Linked DNA regions of Zea mays: region 1 is linked to region 2. A link is a contact called in public Hi-C data. All regions are on one chromosome and are shown on one strand. Each heading gives the region's core, a stretch centred on a gene start, on an enhancer-like site or on the middle of the called end of the contact. The rest is flanking DNA. Distances are from core to core; before and after follow the strand shown. Region 1 holds the start of LOC100191271. Region 2 holds the start of LOC103651531 (aspartic proteinase-like protein 2).

Evidence for each region. A called contact is a pair of places that touch in the nucleus more often than the background predicts.
Region 1: a contact with region 2 is called in a Hi-C map of leaf, with 4 times the contacts expected there. The contact joins the promoter of LOC100191271 here to the promoter of LOC103651531 in region 2. A contact is called at or near these places in 5 of 25 Hi-C or Micro-C datasets (ear, endosperm, leaf and 1 more).

The regions. Positions count from the first base shown.
Region 1 is chr3:226,754,211-226,758,739 of Zm-B73-REFERENCE-NAM-5.0, reverse strand. LOC100191271 reads right to left here and starts at 1,596. Exons shown (of 8, transcript NM_001136705.2): 1 at 1,399-1,596; 2 at 1,208-1,291; 3 at 766-823; 4 at 558-658. The coding sequence starts at 1,470.
Region 2 is chr3:226,595,197-226,599,610 of Zm-B73-REFERENCE-NAM-5.0, reverse strand. It overlaps LOC103651531 (aspartic proteinase-like protein 2), which reads left to right and starts at 2,589. Exons shown (of 10, transcript XM_008677180.3): 1 at 2,589-3,127; 2 at 3,234-3,363; 3 at 3,480-3,727; 4 at 4,119-4,343. The coding sequence starts at 2,874.

The DNA of each region.
Region 1 (4,529 bases), core at 347-2,846, 160 kb before region 2:
AAAAAAAAATAAACCTCGAGGTTTTACAGACAAGATGATGGCTTTAGAAATTGAGAAGATCACATCAAAAGAACACAAAACTGTTGTCTAGCAAACTAATATTTGTGATAACATTCAAAATATAAAATGAAACAGAACCTAGAATATTGACCTAGTCACCTAGACATAATAATGTAGGCATACTATTTATCACGTAAATCAGGTAAAGAATTATTCCTGGCACACCACAAAAATATCATCAACACTCCACATTGTTAGAATGGAGTGGCTCCTTTGTTACATGAGATATGTGACAATAGGTCTGCAAGATATTGGCACAATGTCATACAACAGTATATCGTCGGCTCATCATATCAGTATGTGCTATTTAAAATATTTATCCTTTCGACAAAGCTTTCTGTTGCAAGATTGTGCTGTGGATAACAACTAAATTTAAAATAAAGTAGGACACTGAAACCAACACCGTTAAGTATGAACTAGTAAAATTCTGTGGAATCACATTTCTGGCAACTTAACGCATTTCCGGGGCATCAAAATGTGAGACAGTAAGGACTCACCAGAAGGTAGTAATGCCATTTCTTGTAGCGGTAGTAAATCCAGCGGAGCGGAACAAATATGACATAGAACAGGCAGTACACATATGGCACATCCTGTGGTCCTGCAAGCAACATCAGAGCATTGAGCATTACAAGTGGAACCAACAAGAAACTTATGGTGTACAGTACGTAACAGCCAACCAAATATATCAATGCTGCAGTAGCTTACTGGCACCCAAGAGATAGCAAAATCCCCCAAATCCAAGAACACCCAGCAAGTGTGTGACCTGCACATTTAAAACGAAGTAGCACCATATAAGAACAGTCCCTAGACCCAATCCAGCGAATCCAATTATTACCACAACCTCTGCAGTACGGTGCGAACAATAAATGCACAAAGTGCGTGCAGGTACTTATTCCTTTCCGCTAAAATGCTTGATAAAAAAAAATCCATCGCCAATATTTCCTCGTATTCATGGAACAGTTACATCACAGTACTATCACACAATGCCCACTAAAATTGTCATGCAAAAACGCAGGCCAACAATTCCCTTGGGTTCCGACAAGGAAAGGGAGCACGGCTGCACGGGAGTGGCGAGATTTGTGAACATCAAACTGCACAGTAAAGGCAGCGATAACGAGATTAAACGGAGGCAGAGTCGGGAAATGACCTTAAAGATGAAGCGCTCATGCTGCTCGGCCTTGGTGGCGATCCTGACGGCCTGCGTGGACAGAATTGCCTTCGCCTGGTCCCTCTGCACACCACGGCACCCGCCGGACAAGATCAGGGCTCATAAAAGCAGCCAAATCCGAGAAAAGAGAAAACGAAAATCAAACGACAGGAAGCGGCGCGGCGGCGCACCCTCCGGCGGACGTCGGCTGCACCGTTGGCGAGCAGCGGCGTCGCCGCCTCGTCCTCCACCTCCGACGCCATCCCTTCCCAACGAGGCAAGAACCTTCGAGACGCAACCTTGGTTCTCCTCCTATCCTCTACGCCACCTTTCTTTTATTAATTTTATTTATTTATTTATTGCTACGAAATTTTCTCCTTTGCCTTTCCTTCGCTCCCCTGGATTTACAATGTCCATTATATAATCACACACACCCATCGAGCTTAGCATCCTTTTTAATCTGGACCCATCTGAACTCGGTCAGAGTTGCGTGACGTTTTGGTCCCCATCAATAATAGGTGTGGTGACAGCGAAATTGGAGAGAATTTATAGGTAAAGAATCTTTTTACTATTTAAAACTAAATAATAAGAGGATTCCTGGATCCCTTGTCACCAATAACTTTTACGGATTAGCTCTAAAAGGATTAGTTAAATTTACTGAATTAGCTAGTCATTAAAATAGATTTTATTAAAAAAGGTAAATTGAACCATGTATGACGAATAAGCGATTACCCATAAATAGAGAGCGAAGGTGTAGAGATAGAGCCGCTAAATTTAAAAAGTCATTTACAGTGATTAGGCTAGTTGTCGGCGTTTCGACCTCGAGGGTCCCTGGACCGACGAGTAAATTGTCGCTGCGTGTCCCCGTCCAGATGGGTCGGCGCGAGACGGAACATAAGGGGGAAAACAGTAAGGGGAACTGCGGCCTCGTGTTGTCCTGCGCCCAGGGCGGATGCGCTTGCAGTAGGGGGTTACAAGCGCTCGCGAGGGAGAGAGAGAGCGAGAGCCTTGTGCGTCGGCCCGTCCTCCCGCGCGGCCACCTTCTCGTATGAGGGCCCTGGACCTTCCTTTTATAGATGTAAGGAGAGGGTCCAGGTGTACAACGGGGAGCGTAGCAATGTGCTAACGTGTCTAGCGGGGAGGAGCTAGAGCCATGTGTACATGTCGACGTGGCTGTTGGAGAGGTGTTGCTGCCCTGTTCATGTGATGTCGTGGCCGTCGGAGGAGTGCTTGAGCCCTGTGGAAGCACAGCTGTCGGGGCTGTCGGATCGTTGCTGACGTCTCCTTGCTTCCGTAAGGGGCTGAGAACCGCCATCATCATGGAGCACGCGAGGTGCCATCATTACTTGTTTTACCGGGGCGAGCCAGATGGGACGCCGGTATTGTTCCCCGTAGCCTGAGCTAGCTAGGGGTAGGGTAATGATGGCCCCCCTGTGACGTGGTCGGTCCGAGCTCGAGGTCGGGCGAGGCGGTGACTCCTCCGAGGTCGAGGCTGAGTCCGAGCCCTGGGGTCGGGCAAGGCGGAGACCGTCTTCCGAAGTCGAGGTTGAGTCCGAGCCCTGGGGTCGGGCGAGGAGGAGACCGTCTTCCGAGGTTGAGGTGGAGTCCGAGCCCTGGGGTCGGGCGAGGCGGAGACCGTCTTCCGGAGTCGAGGTTGAGTCCGAGCCCTGGGGTCGGGTGAGGCGGAGACCGTCTTCCGGAGTCGAGGTTGAGTCTGAGCCCTGGGGTCGGGCGAGGCAGAGCTTCCTATGGCTCCCGAGGCTGGACTTGGCTGCTGTCAGCCTCACCCTGGCGGGTGGCACAGCAGTCGGAGCAGGGCAGGCGGCGCTGTTTTCCTGTCAGGTCGGTCAGTGGAGCGGCGAAGTGACTGCAGTCACTTCGGCCCTGCCGACTGAGGAGCGCGCGTCAGGATAAGGTGTCAGACGATCCTTGCATTGAATGCTCCTGCGATACGGTCGGTTGGCATGGCGATCTGGCCAAGGCTGCTTCTCCGCGAAGCCTGCCCGAGCTAGGCCTCGGGCGAGTCGAAGGTGTGCCCGTTGCTTGAGGAGACCCTCGGGCGAGACGTGAATCCTCCTGGGTCGGCTATCTTTGCCCGAGGCTGGGCTCGGGCGAGGCGAGATCGTGTCCCTTGAGTGGATGGAGCCTTGACCTGAATTGCGCCTATCAGGCCTTTGCAGCTTTGTGCTGATGGGGGTTACCAGCTGAGATTAGGAGTCTTGGGGGTACCCTAATTATGGTCCCCGACAGTAGCCCCCGAGCCTCGAAGGGAGTGTTGGTACTCGCTTGGAGGCTTTTGTCGCACTTTTTTGCAAGGGGACCGGCCTCTCTCGGTTGCATTTCGTTCCGGTGGGTGCGCGCGAGCGCACCCACCGGGTGTAGCCCCCGAGGACTTCGGAGGAGTGGTTTGACTCCTTCGAGGTCTTAATGCCTTTCGTGATGCCTCGGCCGGTCTGGTTGTTCCCTCATGCGAACTGGTCGTTGCCCGGGTGCATAGTCAGGTTCCGAGTTCTCGGGCTGGTATGTTGACGTTGTCAACGTTTTGGCCGCAGCCGGGTTTGTGAGAGCAGCCACTGATCCTCCGCACAGAGCGAGAGGACGGTCAAGGACTGACTCGGCTTTTTTCATATGCCCCTTCGTCGCCTTTCCGCAAGGAGGAGGGGGAAAAGCGCCATGCTGCCCTCAGAGGGCGCCGAACATGGTGTCTCCAGTGAGTTGCTAACGGGTGATCCGAGTGGACGCCCGTGCCCCGTTCGATAAGGGTCGGTTAGTGGCCCAGAGGCGCCCTCCAAAAGTACCTGCAGGTGATTTGTCGGACCCGGTCCCGTTTGATAGGGTCCGAGGGCTCGATGCCTCCCTATGATGGGATTCCGTTACAGAATCGCTCTTGCTGGTCTCGGAAATGTCCTAGGGTACCTCGGGAGCGTAGCCCGAGCCTCGGCCATGTATCGGACGTACCCAGAGTCATCCTTCGCTCTGCGTGCTCTGAGGCGGCTGTCGAACCCTTCGGGGGCTAGCCTATGAACCCCTGATCAGTAGTGGGCGCGGAGCCCGAGTGGCCTGAGGCGGTTGTCGAATCCTTCTGAGGGGCCAGCCTTCGAACCTCTGACCAGTAGTGGGCGCGGAGCCCGAGTGCTCTGAGGCGGCTGTCGAACCCTTCCGAGGGGCCAGCCTTCGAACCTCTGATCAGTAGGGGGCTCGGGGCCCGCTTCCTTCGCGGAGAAGGATCCCTTTTGGAGTATCCCCTTTCCCGGTCCCTGTAGCAAGAGAGAGAAAGGGGAAGAGAAAAAGGGATATGAAATTGAACGACGTGGCATACCTT
Region 2 (4,414 bases), core at 1,340-3,839:
TTGCCAAGTGGCTAGAGAGGAGTCAAAACACAATAACCACAATAAATCAATCACAGAGATGGCACGGTGGTTATCCCGTGGTTCGGCCAAGACCAACGCTTGCCTACTCCACGTTGTGGCGTCCCAACGGACGAGGGTTGCAATCAACCCCTCTCAAGCGGTCCAAAGACCCACTTGAATACCACGGTGTTTTGCTTGCTTTTTCTCAATCCCGTTTGCGAGGAATCTCCACAACTTGGAGCCTCTCGCCCTTACACTTGAAATTCACAAAGAAGCACGGAGCAAGGGAGGGATTAGCAACACACTCAAGACAAGAAATCACAGCAACACCACGCACACAAGTCGCAATAATAAGAGCTCGCAACACAACTCAATGAGTTCACAACTCCACTAGAGCTCTATATGCTATCACAATGAAACAAATGCGCGGAATCGATGTCTTGGTGCTTAGAGATGTTGTAGGAATGCTTGGTTATCTCCTCCATGCGCCTAGGGGTCCCTTTTATAGCCCCAAGGCAGCTAGGAGCCGTTGAGAGCAATCTGGGAAGGCAATTCTTGCCTTCTGCCGTCTGGCGCACCGGACAGTCCGGTGCACACCGGACACTGTCCGGTGCCAGATTTCTTTCCTTAACAGACGCAGCCGACCGTTGGCAGACTTAGAGCCGTTGGCGCACCGGACATGTCCGGTGCACACCGGACAGTCCGGTGCCCCTTTCTAGCCGTTGGCTCGGCCACGTGTCCCGCGCAGATCGCGCGGCCGACCGTTGGCTCACCGGACAGTCCGGTGCACACCGGACAATCCGGTGAATTATAGCCGTACGTCGCCGGTGAATTCCCGAGAGCAGCCACTTCGCTCGAACCAGCCTGGCGCACCGGACACTGTCCGGTGCACCACCAGACAGTCCGGTGCTCCCAGACTGAGCAGAGTCTTGGCTGCTCGAGCCAAGACAATTCTAATTCGATTTTTCCTGTTTCCAGCACTTAGACACAATACTTAGTCCATAAAACAATGTACTAAGTCTGAGAAACATACCTTTATCCTTGGTTTGTACTTTGTCCACCATTTTACATTTAAGCACTTGTGTTAGACACTAAATCACCAAAATACTTAGAAAAGGCCCAAGGGCACATTTCCCTTTCAATCCCACAGGAGACCACTTTGACTATTGTTCTGACCACTCCTAGCATGACCGCGTGCATAGGCGTAGACCCGACCTTGCCCTCGGAAGAAGTCTCCATCTCGCCCGAGCATGGCCTCGGCCAACAACATCAACAAAAGAACACCTGATGCTGCCAACCCTCCCCACAAAAACCGCTGGCAACAGGATGGCTATAGAAACCACAAGACCGGTGTCAAGTCTGTGTTACACCATTCCGCATGACACATGGGGCGGATTACCATGCACTTTTCACCATACTGATTGCTATTTCAACCACTACGGCTCAGATGTCTCGTCCACAAGATGGGCTTAGGTACGTTTCTGAGCCCCCGACCCTAGCCCCGGCTCTCTGCTTGGTCAAAATACGGGATACAGGAACTGGGTACCCTCCTCCTGATCGAAGGCAATAGCCAGGACAAGGGCATCCCGACGGGCATACTGCTACAGGGGCTCAGGCTTGCCACCTCTCAACATTACGACAACCCTTGTACTCCTAGGCTCCCTCCTTGCGGCTATAAAAGGAGGAGTCTATGGTCCCTAGAGGAGAGAGGACCACACTCCATCTTTTGCCCTCCACTTTCGATATTGACACTAGCCTCAATCACTCATAGAGACTTGGGATCCATTCCCTCTCTCGATCAGCTTGTACCCCCTACTACGAGCACCTAGGTGCAAGATAATAGAAGTTTCATCCCCACTCGCTGGAAGTAGAGCCTTCTATTGCCTGAACCAGGATAAATCGTGTGTCTTCTTGCATCACCCATCTGGGCCGTGACACGTAGCACAAATACACTAGTTGGTTAGGACCCTTGGGTCAAAACACCGACAACAACATTGTTGCAACCATCCCTAGTATCTCTGTCGTCGCCCGGATTGCCGACAACACCGAACGCTACAAGTGATTCTTCACAACGATGACAACAACATTCACCAATAGACCTGAGCATGGGCCACCTCGACCAATGCGACAGGCGAACATGAGCCATAGTTTTTATTTGTAACAATCCACGAGTCAAGTACAAACCATTATTTTTTTATCCAAAACCCGACCCAACCCCAAAAAACTTGATCTAACACATCTAAGATGGAGGCACAGATCAACCCAACCCGCTATGCATGAGTCATACGTGGACCTTACCAACCGATTTATAACCCAACCTTGATCTGATCTGACGAGCTCGGCGAGTACATCCCTATTCCCTAGGGCCATCAAGCTTTTTGAGTCGTGTCGGGCCACGAGCTTGCTCAGATTATCTCTAGCAGATTTTATATCCCACGCTTTATCTCACTATTTATTTCAAATTTCACTCTATAAATATTAGAGTATATACTGTAAAATAGTATTTTGTACGACCGTTTACACGCCTTGAGAGTTTCGGGTTGAGATCCGGCTGAGATTTTTTCTCCAGGCTCTCTACGGCCCAGCCCAAAACAGAAACCCTCCCGACCCCACTACCCACTCCCAGCTAGCTTTCCTCCCCGTTTTCGTTTTCCGGTGCCTTGCTTGTTCTAGTAGCCGGTTCTCAATCCTCACCCAAGCGCCTCTAGGCCGAGGCTCGGAGGCCACGGCGAGGAGGAGCAGCAGCTGCCAGCAGGGGAGGACACGGATAGTAGCCGGCCTCCCGCCGCCCGAGGCCCAACCGCCCCCGCAATTACTGTTGTTGCTGCGTGCAGAGCGGTTTTGAATTGCCGTCTCCTACCCAGGAATAATCCATGGCCCCGCCTCCGCCATGGCTTGCCGCCCTCCTCTTCCTCCTCCTACCCGCGCTGCTGCCGGCGGTCGGCTCCGTCTCCGGCGCGGCGGCTGCCGGCATCTTCCGGGTGCGGCGTAAGTTACCAGCCGGAGTTGGAGGGGACACTGGCGCCAACATCAGCGCCCTTCGTGCCCACGACGGTCGCCGCCACGGCCGCCTTCTCGCGGCTGCCGACCTCCCGCTCGGTGGCCTAGGTCTCCCCACTGACACCGGGTACGTGCCGGCCCTCTCCGTCGCTAGTTTCTTTGTCTTGGGAGATTTCCCTGTGGGGTGCTTGATTTGGTTGTGGGGATTATTGGGCCGGTCCGGGCGCGCGCAGGCTCTACTTCACGGAGATCAAGCTCGGGACGCCGCCCAAGCGCTACTACGTCCAGGTCGACACTGGCAGCGACATCCTGTGGGTTAACTGCATCTCCTGCTCAAAATGCCCCCGCAAGAGCGGACTCGGGGTACCAATTCCCACTTTTTATTTCTTGTTTGTGTCTGAACTACAGATTAGTTCAGTTGTGCCCATTTTGATGTGAAAGTTGAGTTCTGTCCACTTTGATGTGAAATCTCTGTGCAGTTAGACTTGACGTTCTATGACCCCAAGGCGTCCTCGAGCGGGAGCACGGTGTCCTGCGATCAGGGATTCTGCGCGGCCACCTATGGGGGGAAGCTGCCAGGGTGCACTGCCAATGTGCCCTGCGAGTACAGCGTCATGTACGGTGATGGTAGCTCAACGACTGGGTTCTTCATCACCGATGCGCTGCAGTTTGATCAGGTGACTGGGGATGGACAGACACAGCCTGGCAATGCTACCATCACATTCGGGTGAGTCAACAGTCAAGTCATATCAGTTTACCGCATTGTAACTTTTTTTTTGTTGGACAACATTCATGATGGGCTATTTTGCTGCCTGAAAAGTTTAGCATGATCCTTGACCTGTTCTTCTATTAGGATGAAGTTGATTTTTATCCCAGTATCTGATAATGAAGTTATATTCTTGACCCTTCATCCAGGCTATGTGCTTGTGCTATCACTTCATTGAAAAGATAGGTATCTGGGAAAGCATAAACCCTGCTGTGGGGTTTACTATGCATCCCACACTCTTTATCATATTGCAGTAGAAGAGCTGATTAGGAAACAAGCATCAACCGGTTAGCATTTGTTAATAGGTGCTGAAGTGTCAAATGGAGATACATGATTCTTCTTTCCTTTGTAGGTGTGGTGCTCAGCAAGGTGGGGATTTGGGCAACTCAAACCAAGCTCTTGATGGAATTCTTGGTTTTGGTCAGGCAAATACGTCAATGTTATCACAGCTAGCTGCTGCTGGTAAAGCGAAGAAGATATTTGCTCATTGCTTGGATACCATAAAGGGTGGTGGAATTTTTGCTATTGGAAATGTTGTTCAGCCAAAAGTAAAAACAACACCGTTAGTAGCTGACATGTATGTACCTTGTCGTACTAATTATCGTTTTGGATGCATTACACTCATGGGTGAACCTCTCTAGAAGACTA